Linked DNA regions of Macaca fascicularis: region 1 is linked to region 2. A link is a contact called in public Hi-C data. All regions are on one chromosome and are shown on one strand. The core of a region is the stretch at or near the end of the contact, and the rest is flanking DNA. Distances in the headings are between cores, read along the strand shown. Region 1 holds the start of KLF6 (KLF transcription factor 6). Region 2 overlaps LOC107130786 (a long non-coding RNA gene).

The links. A called contact is a pair of places that touch in the nucleus more often than the background predicts.
Region 1: a contact with region 2 is called in a Hi-C map of liver, with 3 times the contacts expected there. The contact joins the promoter of KLF6 here to the enhancer-like site in region 2. A contact is called at or near these places in 2 of 2 Hi-C or Micro-C datasets (liver and skeletal muscle).

The regions. Positions count from the first base shown.
Region 1 is chr9:4,687,395-4,692,062 of T2T-MFA8v1.1, reverse strand. It overlaps KLF6 (KLF transcription factor 6), which reads left to right and starts at 1,718. Exons shown (of 3, transcript XM_045399476.2): 1 at 1,718-2,014. The coding sequence starts at 1,913. It overlaps LOC107130746 (a long non-coding RNA gene), which reads right to left and starts at 1,373. Exons shown (of 5, transcript XR_012417381.1): 1 at 1,123-1,373.
Region 2 is chr9:4,363,024-4,368,201 of T2T-MFA8v1.1, reverse strand. All of the region lies in intron 2 of LOC107130786 (a long non-coding RNA gene), which reads right to left. Among named protein-coding and RNA genes, the nearest start is that of KLF6, 320 kb to the left of the region's middle. Within about 2 kb of position 1,286, at least 3 of the 6 cell types and tissues checked have an H3K27ac peak or open chromatin away from gene starts, as enhancers often do. A contact at or near this core is called in liver, where this site is marked.

The DNA.
Region 1 (4,668 bases), core at 469-2,968, 320 kb before region 2:
CCTGGCCCTCAGCGGGGGACTTGCTCCACACTCCTGCTTACTTTGGAACTAGTGGGGCCAAGGTCACAAGCGCTAATTACTGAGCGAACCCTGCCCCCAACACAACGGCTGCCCAAACGCTCTTGGCTGCCAGTTACTGGGGCCCGGTCAGTGGGCACTTGGGTAAATCTGTAGATGGTTCAAAACAAAGCCATTTGCATTCCTGGAAACAGTTAAGGTACAGGTCCCCAAGGAGGGCTGGTCCTGGCTGTCGGTTGCTGGGGTAAATGTGATGAACACTGGCCAAGAACACTGTCAATGCACTCTGCACAATCTTCACAGCCCACATACCACAGGTACAAGACAAACCAGCCTTCTCCACTCCAGACTCACTAAGGTCCCCACCTAGTCTTAAGCCACAGGCTTCTGCCGGACTCTCTAAAATTAAACATACAAAACCCTTTTTTTTTTTTTCCTAGTCCATTCTTTCAAAATGTTTAGTGTCCGTTAAACTCTTATTTTGAAACAAAAACTATAATACAGTTACAATTCAGTTTCCCATTTTGGATTTAAAAATGCTCTGGTTAGCGTTCTCGACATTTTTCTTAAAAATCAACATGACGGTATATTTTCGGAGATAATTTATATGGAAAAACACACACACACTAAATGTCGGCTTCCACCTAATTTAAATTGTTTACACATTCATGGGAAAACGTAGCTGTTAACCTTGGTGAGGGCTGAGATCGCCCTCTACAAGATAAACACGTTTCTCCCAATTCCAAGGGGAGCCTGCGTGCTCCCCTCCCCCACTCTGGTGGACCTGAGGACAGAGGGGAGAGAAGGGACGCAGGAATCGATGGGGACAGAGAGGGGCTCAGGGATGGAGGGGGACAGAGAGGGGAACCCCAAGGTTAGAGAAGAGAGGGGGACCGGGGGATGTAGGGGAACAGAGCGGCGTAGAAGGGGACAGTAGGGGACGGGGCGGCCCCACGCGTAGAAGGGGACAGTTGGGGACCGGGCGGCTCCGGACGTAGAAGGGGACAGTTGGGGACCGGGCGGCCCCGGGCGTAGAAGGGAACAGCTGGGGACGGGGCGGCCTCGGGCACAGAGGGGGACGGGGGAACGGGGCGGCCCCGGGACCTGACGGCCGAGAGAAGCAGGACGGGGCGGCCGCCCGCTGGGTGCGCTGCCGGAACCGGGACTCGCGCGGCGACGGGGCCCGGCTTGGTGACCCGGACGGGCGCGGGGTGGCGGGACCGGGCAGCAGGGAAGGGGGACTGGGACTGGGGACGGGCGACGCGGCCCGCCCGGGCTCTCCCAGCCCCGGATCCCTCAGCCCCGGCCGCAGGCGCAGCACAGCGCTCGGCCGCGCACCTCACAGCGCGGACTCCTCCGGCGCGCCGCCGCCCGCGCCTTATATACCCTGCTAAAAATAGCCTGCGAGGCCACTCTCCAATCAGAACGAGCAGAGTTCGAATTGAACCAATGGTGCGGGCCGTGATGGAGAGTCTCGGTCACGCCAGGCGGGGCCGCTGTGTGTCGCCGCCCGCGATTGGCCGGAGCTGACATCATCGGCGCGCAGCCCCCGGGCCGGGAGCCACGGGATTGGGCCGCGCGCGGGGCGGGCACGGGGCGAGTCACGTGGGGGGAGGGGGAGTGGGGGGAGCCAGGCGGGGGCGGAGGGGGAGGCTGGCAGCGGAGCTTTGAATAGGGAAGTTTTGCAGGGGTTACGTTTGCAGTCAGTCCGGTGTTTGCAAATATTGTGTGGGCTCCGCGCGCTGCGGGCTGCGGGAGGGTCCGGCCGGGCGTCTCTGCGAGCCTGGAGTTTGCATGAAACTTTCACCTGCGCTCCGGGGAGACTTTCGGCTCCGGCTCCCACCGCGCGCCTCGCCGCCCTCGCGACCGCGGGCTCAGTCCGACCCGGCCCGACATGGACGTGCTCCCCATGTGCAGCATCTTCCAGGAGCTCCAGATCGTGCACGAGACCGGCTACTTCTCGGCGCTGCCGTCTCTGGAGGAGTACTGGCAACAGGTAAACGCAGCCGGCCGCGGTTCCCTGCGGGCGCCGGGGCAGGGGGCGCGGGCCGGGGCGGCTGTTTGGGGTTCAGACCCGGTGCTCCCTGCGGTCCGCTGGGCCCGGGCCCCGCGCTGTCACCGGGGGATCGGGCGCAGCGCCCCCTCCGATCGATTCTTCAGCCCGCGAGCAGCGTCCGCCCAGGGAAGCCCCAACTCCCGGCGCAGCCCGGCCAAGCCCCTGGCACGAGTTCGGAGCCTGTCCCTGCTCCAGACGCCACAGCTGGAGCTTGTCATGGGGACCAACTTGCTCTGCCTGCCAAAGTTTTTGTTTTTTGTTTTTTGTTTTTTTTAAGATTTTGTTTTTGTTTTGCTTTTTGGTGCTTGTACATAACGGCTTTTTTTAAAATATCACATTTTGCCAGCAGAACGTAGACCAGCTCTCTCATTTATTTTTAATTTTTTTCGTTTTTTAAAACTCTAGACCATTTCCAATGTGTTTTCCCCTCTTTGGAATGCCTAACATTTCCCCTAGATCTGCCTTATTTGTCTTACGTGCTTCTCTTGTTGACCAAGAAAAATAAAAATAAACAAAACTGTGTACACTCCAGTGACTTGTCAGTCTTGTGACAATGAGCCCGTCCAAACTGCTTCAAGTCTTAGCTTGGGAAAAAGGACCTCGGTTTCCGACGTTGTCGTAGAACTGGAATTTGGGGGCATTGGAAATTTTAAGAAACTTACCATGTCCCTGTGCTTATCGGTAGCATCGCCCGAGGGGAGAGAGACTGACACTCGTCCCATTGTCTCTCCAGCGATCGCAGGAGGGTTTACTGTTGTCTCCCTGCCCTGCTGTGCTGTTTGTTTTTCGTCACAAAGTGAATTGCCAGATCAAATAGAGGCTGTGGGTTTCCAAGCCTCGAAAGCTTTAAGGAGGATGAAATGCAGGGTGTTGCAACCTTCACACGCCTGCTTAATTGTTCACAATCCTCGCCTGCCTTTTTCCCCCTCCCCCTCTTGTTTTTTTTCTCCTCAAAGAAGCTGCTCCCTGGGACGTGATTGAAATTGATCTAAGTAGTTTCCTTCGGGCATTTGGGATTTGGGCAAACGGCCAGACCTGGCTCCTGGTCGCCTTCGGAGGCTTTTAAACTCTCCCAGAGCTTCGTTCAGGTCCCGGGTGCTCATCAGCGTAATGGAGATTTTAAATTAGCCGGATTATTAAAGTTTAACAAGATCTCCATAAATGTGCTTTTCTTTTTTCTTTGGAAAATCAATTAGATATATCGCTGCTGCCCCTCTTCAGAACGCTGTAGTGTGCATTGTAACTCAGACGCCTAGTTTCGGGGGAAAGGGGAAACCATGATTTTCCCGTGTGCTTGCTCACACTGGCTGTGTGCGAGCCTGGGGAGGGGGAGGGATTGCCTGTGGCAGGAGAGAGGCACACAGCTAAGTCAGCCTGAGCCCCCGGGGTGGGCTGTGCTCAGTATAGTCCCTGCCCGGAAAAATGATGTGCTCACCAGAGCAGAGTGGTGTAGAAACTGAAATTTGTAGAATTGCCAGTAGTATAGACAACCTTATATGGACATGCAGGCAACTGATCCTCGTGAAAATCAGGGCAGACATAATTTAATCCTAAAATGTTTCCTACCATTTTTCTTTTCCAGTGGCTAGAAAGTTTGAAATGGTGGGGAGAGGGGATGCTGATCTCGGCAGTTGTAGCTTCTTGAAAGGTTGGTTGCGGGGCTGGGGAAGGGGCGCTGTCCATGCCACACTGCATGTCCATTTGAACTGGGTCCTTATTGGGCTGCTGATCAGAATTTCAAAAGGAAGTCTCCTTTGGCATTGCGTGAAAGAAATCAGAGTGATGACTCATGCAGTTGTACTCTTGGCCAGTAGATAAAGTTCTTGTTCATTGTGGGACTCCCAGCAGGGCCGTGGAGTAATTTCCCCTTGCATCCTTCACAATAGCAGATGGCCATGCTGGAATTATTTCTGCACTCCTGTTGTTGAAGTTCCTTGTTTTTCTCTGACCACTGTAGAAGTAATTAAAGTTCTGTGTCATGCAAGGGCCTGCACTTGGGAACGGCATTCTGTGAAAACATAGGCGGTCTGGGTTGCACGGGAAATGGGTGGTTTTTCTGCAGCTCCATTCGATGCCCCTGAATACAGACAGCTGCTGTCTCCTCTCCCCCGAGTGTGGCCCTGCGTTGTCAGACGTGTCCCCAAGGGGGTCCCTCAGAACACGCTGTGTGCCGTGCAGTCTTTTTTGTCCTGTTGTGTGGGTATCTGTGGGGTGTGAAGGGTGAATGGCTGGGGCTTTCCTTAAAACACATGGTTCTTGACAATGTCAGATAATCTGGTTGAACCTGTTGGGGGGGTATGTGTGTGGGGCCGGTTCTCTTCCTGTGGTTTCATGAGAAACATCAACACTGGTAACTACAACAAAAAAAAACCGGCTTAGTAATCATCACTCATTGTGGCCGTTGACCCAACATTGGGAAAGCCAGGAGAGGTTTCGCCCTCTGACTTTTCCTCTGAATTCTTACCATTCTAGAAACAGATTTCCTCTAACTTCCGTAAGGACATGGATGCTTAATTATGAAAGGTTTTGCCCCTGTAGTGATCGGGCAGCAATGTATCTGTCCTTCATTCTTGCATGTTTTTGGAAATTGCTTT
Region 2 (5,178 bases), core at 37-2,536:
AATGTGAAGTGCATGTCATAGGTGGATGGAATGTCGTTCTCCTCCTTGAAATCATCATTTTTAGCAACAGATTCATAACACAGTCACTTTTCCATAACAGCATCTCCACGTTCTTTTGATCCTTAATAACCATCCCAGGCACCAAAGCAACTGTCAGTTTCTATCATGAGCACTTTCCTGATACCTTAAAAATTTTCAGAGTCTGGGCTCGTAATTTCTCTTTATGTCCCTGTAAACCCCACATCAATCTCTACTTCCCTGCCCTTTCATCCAACTGAGGCTGAGAACTTTCTCCCCAAAGAAAGAAAAGCCAGGCATTCAGAGTCAGATGTGGTGTGGACTGTTTCTGGTTAGATGACTCAGGCCATTTTTGTGGATTTCCCAAGATGCTTTCTGAAATTTTGTTGAAAAATATCTTGTGGGATCTGGTAACAAATTAAACAAAAGACAAACCACCAAGTGCTTGCCTGTTTGAATAGGCCAACCACAAAATACTCTGATTCACGGTGACCTATCACGGGGGAGAAGCAGCTCTGGCTCATCAGTTAAATTCTAACTTCCACAAACCCCAGCTCCCTGGATTCCTTTCTGAGGCTTAATGAAAGATAGAGGGGAGTTGGCTGCCTTTCAAATAATTCTAAGGCTCATGACACCAAGGTACTTTTTAAGGTTTCAGAAAACTTGCCCTCCTCAGCTGACCATGCCAAGATGCACTGGTGGCTTTGGTTTGCATTATTTTGCCATCTTCAGTTTTAAAAGTATTGAGAGACATAGGATGCTTGTTTGTTTTCATTTTGTTTTAATTCCAGGGGGCTAAGTAATCACTTAATACATATTTTCTTTGACAATTAACAAAAGTGATTCATACATTTTGTGGAAGTCTATTTTCTTTCCAACGGCACATGCCCACATTTCTTTGGTGACTTACTCACAGAGCAAAACAATAAGCACCGAATCTGTTTTTCACCAACCAGGATTCCTCGCCAGGCTTTTCCCAGCACACTTCATGCAGATGGAATTTCTGGCTCACTCTTCGTCCTCGCTGTTGTTGTTGTGTTTGTTGAGGTTGTCGTTGGGTGTTTTCCTCTGAACTGAAAAAGGGATATATCTGTGCTCTCCCTGATCTCTCGGGAAGCTGACAAAACAAAGAAGCATACACTTCCAGCACACACAGCCCTGCCCAACCCCGTGGTGTAGTTTGTCCTGCCTGAATACACGAACCACAAAGTGCGTTCATTCACAAACACACAACTTTTTTTCCTGAACAACAGCGCCTCCTGCGACCACTGGGAAGGGTATTCCCCAGCTGCCCGGCAGATGTCCTGCCCTGCCGCATGGGTGTGGAATTTGCAGAGGAACCACCAAGACGCTGTAATTTGCTTGCTCTTGGTAAAGTTGTTTTGTGGTTGTTGCTGTTGATGCTCTTGCTCTTTCTGGAACTGAAATGTTGGCCTTTGGAGAATCCCTGCACTATAAGGAGTACACAGACTTGGGAAAACTCAGCACACCAAGAGAAGGAGTGGAGCTGTGTGTTTTGCCAAAAACCATCTGAAATTTCCTGTTTTCCAAGTCTGGGGTGTAACTTTAACTTTTAGGGTCAGAGTTGCTCTCTCCCTGGGAAGCTGCAACGTTTTATTCCTGACTTCTTTAAGGGCTTGTGAAAGATCTCCAATGTGCTTCTAAAAAACACACAAACGCCTTTTAATCACAGCCTCCGGGAGCTGCATTCATTGGATTTGAAACCAGACGCATTCAACTTGCCTTTAAGTCCTCACCAGCTCGCCCTCAAGGTAAACAAAGAAAACCCAACAAGTGTACAAAGAATTTCATTTTGCCCTTGAAGATAGTAAAACAACTTCAGACACTGAATAGTCTGTGAACAATCAAAAAGTTACACTAACATCGAATATTTAAAATGACTTCAGTCAGTAAGAACCTAAATGTCACAATTTTCACTCTATATAGACTTTATTAATGAATATCAGAGTATATAATGTGTGTATATGTTTATACACATACACTGAATGTTAGAATATATAATATGTGTGTATATATATACACACACACTGAATGTTAGAATATATAATATACACACATATTATATATAATATAATATAATATATTATATATTATATTCTATATTCTATATTCTATATTATATATAATATATAATATAATATAGAATATATAATATACACACATATTATATATTCTAACATTCATTAGTACAGTCTATATCTATTAATGGCATTATATGTATTAAAGATATATTATATATAATGATACTTTTATTGCCAAAAGGCAAAACTGCAAAAAAATAGATGTTTTTACATTTTTAAGAACAAAGTCTAGGCCAGGTGCGGTGGCTCACACCTGTAATCCCAGCACTTTGGGAGGCCGAGGAGGGCGGATCACAATGTCAGGAGATTGAGACCATCCCGGCTAACACAGTGAAATCCTGTCTCTACTGAAAATACAAAAAATTAGCCGAGCGTGGTGGTGGGCGCCTGTAGTCCCAACTACTTGGGAGGCTGAGGCAGGAGAATGGCATGAACCCAGGAGGCGGAGCTTGCAGGGAGCCGATATCAGGCCACTGCATTCCAGCCTGGGTGACAGAATGAGACTCCATCTCAAAAAAAAAAAAAAAAACAAAGAACAAAGTCTAATGGTTCCTAAAAGATGAAAAACTCTATATTGTTAGTTGTTTCTGAATAAAGAAGTACAAGCAGTCAATGAGATAAGATTAGATTCTGTAGAAACTTCCTAAGAAATCATTCTCCAATCTATAATCTCCTTATTCCTTCCTTCAAATCTTAAACCGACTTAATACAGATTTTAGCTGAAATATAGCCGTATACATCACATCATTTACTCTAAAAATTTCCTCCATGAAACTTAAAGTTGAAAATAGAAACACTACCCACGTTCCCTGAAAAATCACCCTATAATTATTCCAGAAAATGTGCAGATGTGTCGTACGTTGTGTAAAGCAGAGGGGAGCTCTGACTACTCAATGACCAGGCTGCCTCTGGCATGTGCCATATGCATGAAAACAGGAAAGAGGCACGTGCTCTGTGACGGTGCCATGGCTGGGGCCTGAGCCGCCCTGTTCCTATCCTGTCTCCTGTGCAGGCTGCTGAGAGTAAGCTGTGAGCAGTGGTTCCAGGCACCCCTGTTTATATTAACTCATGTTCCCGCAGGTGAGCTTTCATTCCTGAAGTTTGTGTAATGCTGAAGTTACAGTTTTACAAGCACCATGGAAAACGGCTTCCTGCTGTAACTTTCAGGAAGAGGAAGAGCCATGTTAAGCCAAACTCTGGGGCCAGTGGCCACATTCTTGCTGCCACAGGAGCCGGGTCCGAGCTGCAGCTTGTCAGAGTCATGTTGCCTTGTGTCCTCACAGCCAGGAAAACGTGTGTCCAGAGGAGATCAGTTTAAGAAATGCTCATCAGGTTGACAGTTAAAAGACGATAATATGAGAGCTTCACCCTGCTGATGAGAGAGACTCAGAGAATGAGAAAAGTACAGCTTTGGTAACTTTTGAACGAGTTCTATACTTGTCATAAACACAGAACAACCCAAGTAAACTCCAGAGTTCAACTGTGACGTGCTCTTCAGGCTGCGCCGGAAAAGGCAGCGCAGCCGAGCTAATCCCAGGCTCTCAGAGAGAAGTGGGGAAGAGTGTTTGTCTTGCCCAGTCAGAATTCAGACACAGGAAGGGGAGTGAGTGATTACCAGGCTTAATATCTTCAATAAAGCTTTTTCTCCAACAAGATGCAGAAATCCTTTTATAACCTGTTTTTTTTTCTTCCTCTAACCACTTAAGTTTCCATGTGTCACCCTTTCCTTCTCGATAAAATTTTGATAATCATTTGTCCAAACAAAGCCCAGAGAGGCGTTGAAAGAAGCACATGAGGTTATGGTTAGGAAAGCACTTTTGAAAATGCTATGCAAACACAATGCTGTCACCGTCCACTTGCGAAACTGTGGACAGGAACAACTGCCTTACACACACCTGCGAAATACCAGACTGATTTAATCTGAATGGAAGGCTTCGTTCCAAAGCTACAGATGACTTCTGATCATTAAACACACGCAGATATACACAGTTAAAAAATAGTTTTTAGAAAAAGGTAAAATTATCATTCTCATACACATATAAATAAATAGGTGTTTAAGAATATATTTAACTCGTAGGATGTGAGGGAATTAAATAGATGTTATAACCTATTCAAAGGAAAAATCAAAACGACACATAAAATATATGCAGGAAAGGAACATTGAGATCAGCTGCAAATAAGCACGAAACTGGAGGGAGAGGTCAATGAAACCACTATCAGCAAGTACAGAATTTGCATATCTGTCCTGTTGCTTCTGTAAGTTGCCTACAATTTACAAAGAATTGCATAGGAATGCAAAATTCATGCACAGGGTTGAATTCTGATAACGCTGAAGGGTGTGCTCTAGATCACGCAGTTTTCTAGAGAAACACAAGACTCCTACACACCCAAGCATATAGACTCTTTAGATTCATAATTGGTCATGTTTTATGGGAAGACAGCCACGCGCTCTTGTCTCAGTGGCTGCTCCAGTCTACACAGCACCATTGAGCAGTTACCGTGGAGACCACCCAGCCTTTGGAGGATTTACTTTTTGGCTCTTTATAGATAAAGTTTGCCAACCCCTATTTGTATCAATATATGGCATTGCAAACCATATTTAGTTAGTTATGCACATATTTCTTGATTAATGAGTGCCCAGTGGGTGCACTGGCATCTCCACCTTAGTGGAATTCTTCTTAGCCATGGACATTTGTAAGCTAAGACTTAGGATCATCACTAAACATAAAATGCTACACAAACCAAGTGGTTACCAACTTTTTAAATTATTATTTTGAGTTTTGTTAAATGTTTTATTTTTAATAAACTAGCAAACAAAGATAGTGCTGTCTGAACAATGAAAATGCCCATCCAACTGTGGAATCTAGACCCTGAATACTGAAAAGGCTCTCTCCCTGGCCCGACCTTGGTCAACCTCCCCTAAGCTGTCTTTCAAGGCCTGTCCTTGGGCCTATTTCTTAAGAACAAGAATCTAACTCAAGTCAGTTTAATGGGAGTCCCCTACCCTTGATTCCAATCACTCTTCATAGCTGATCACATCCCTTACTCCTCACCATCC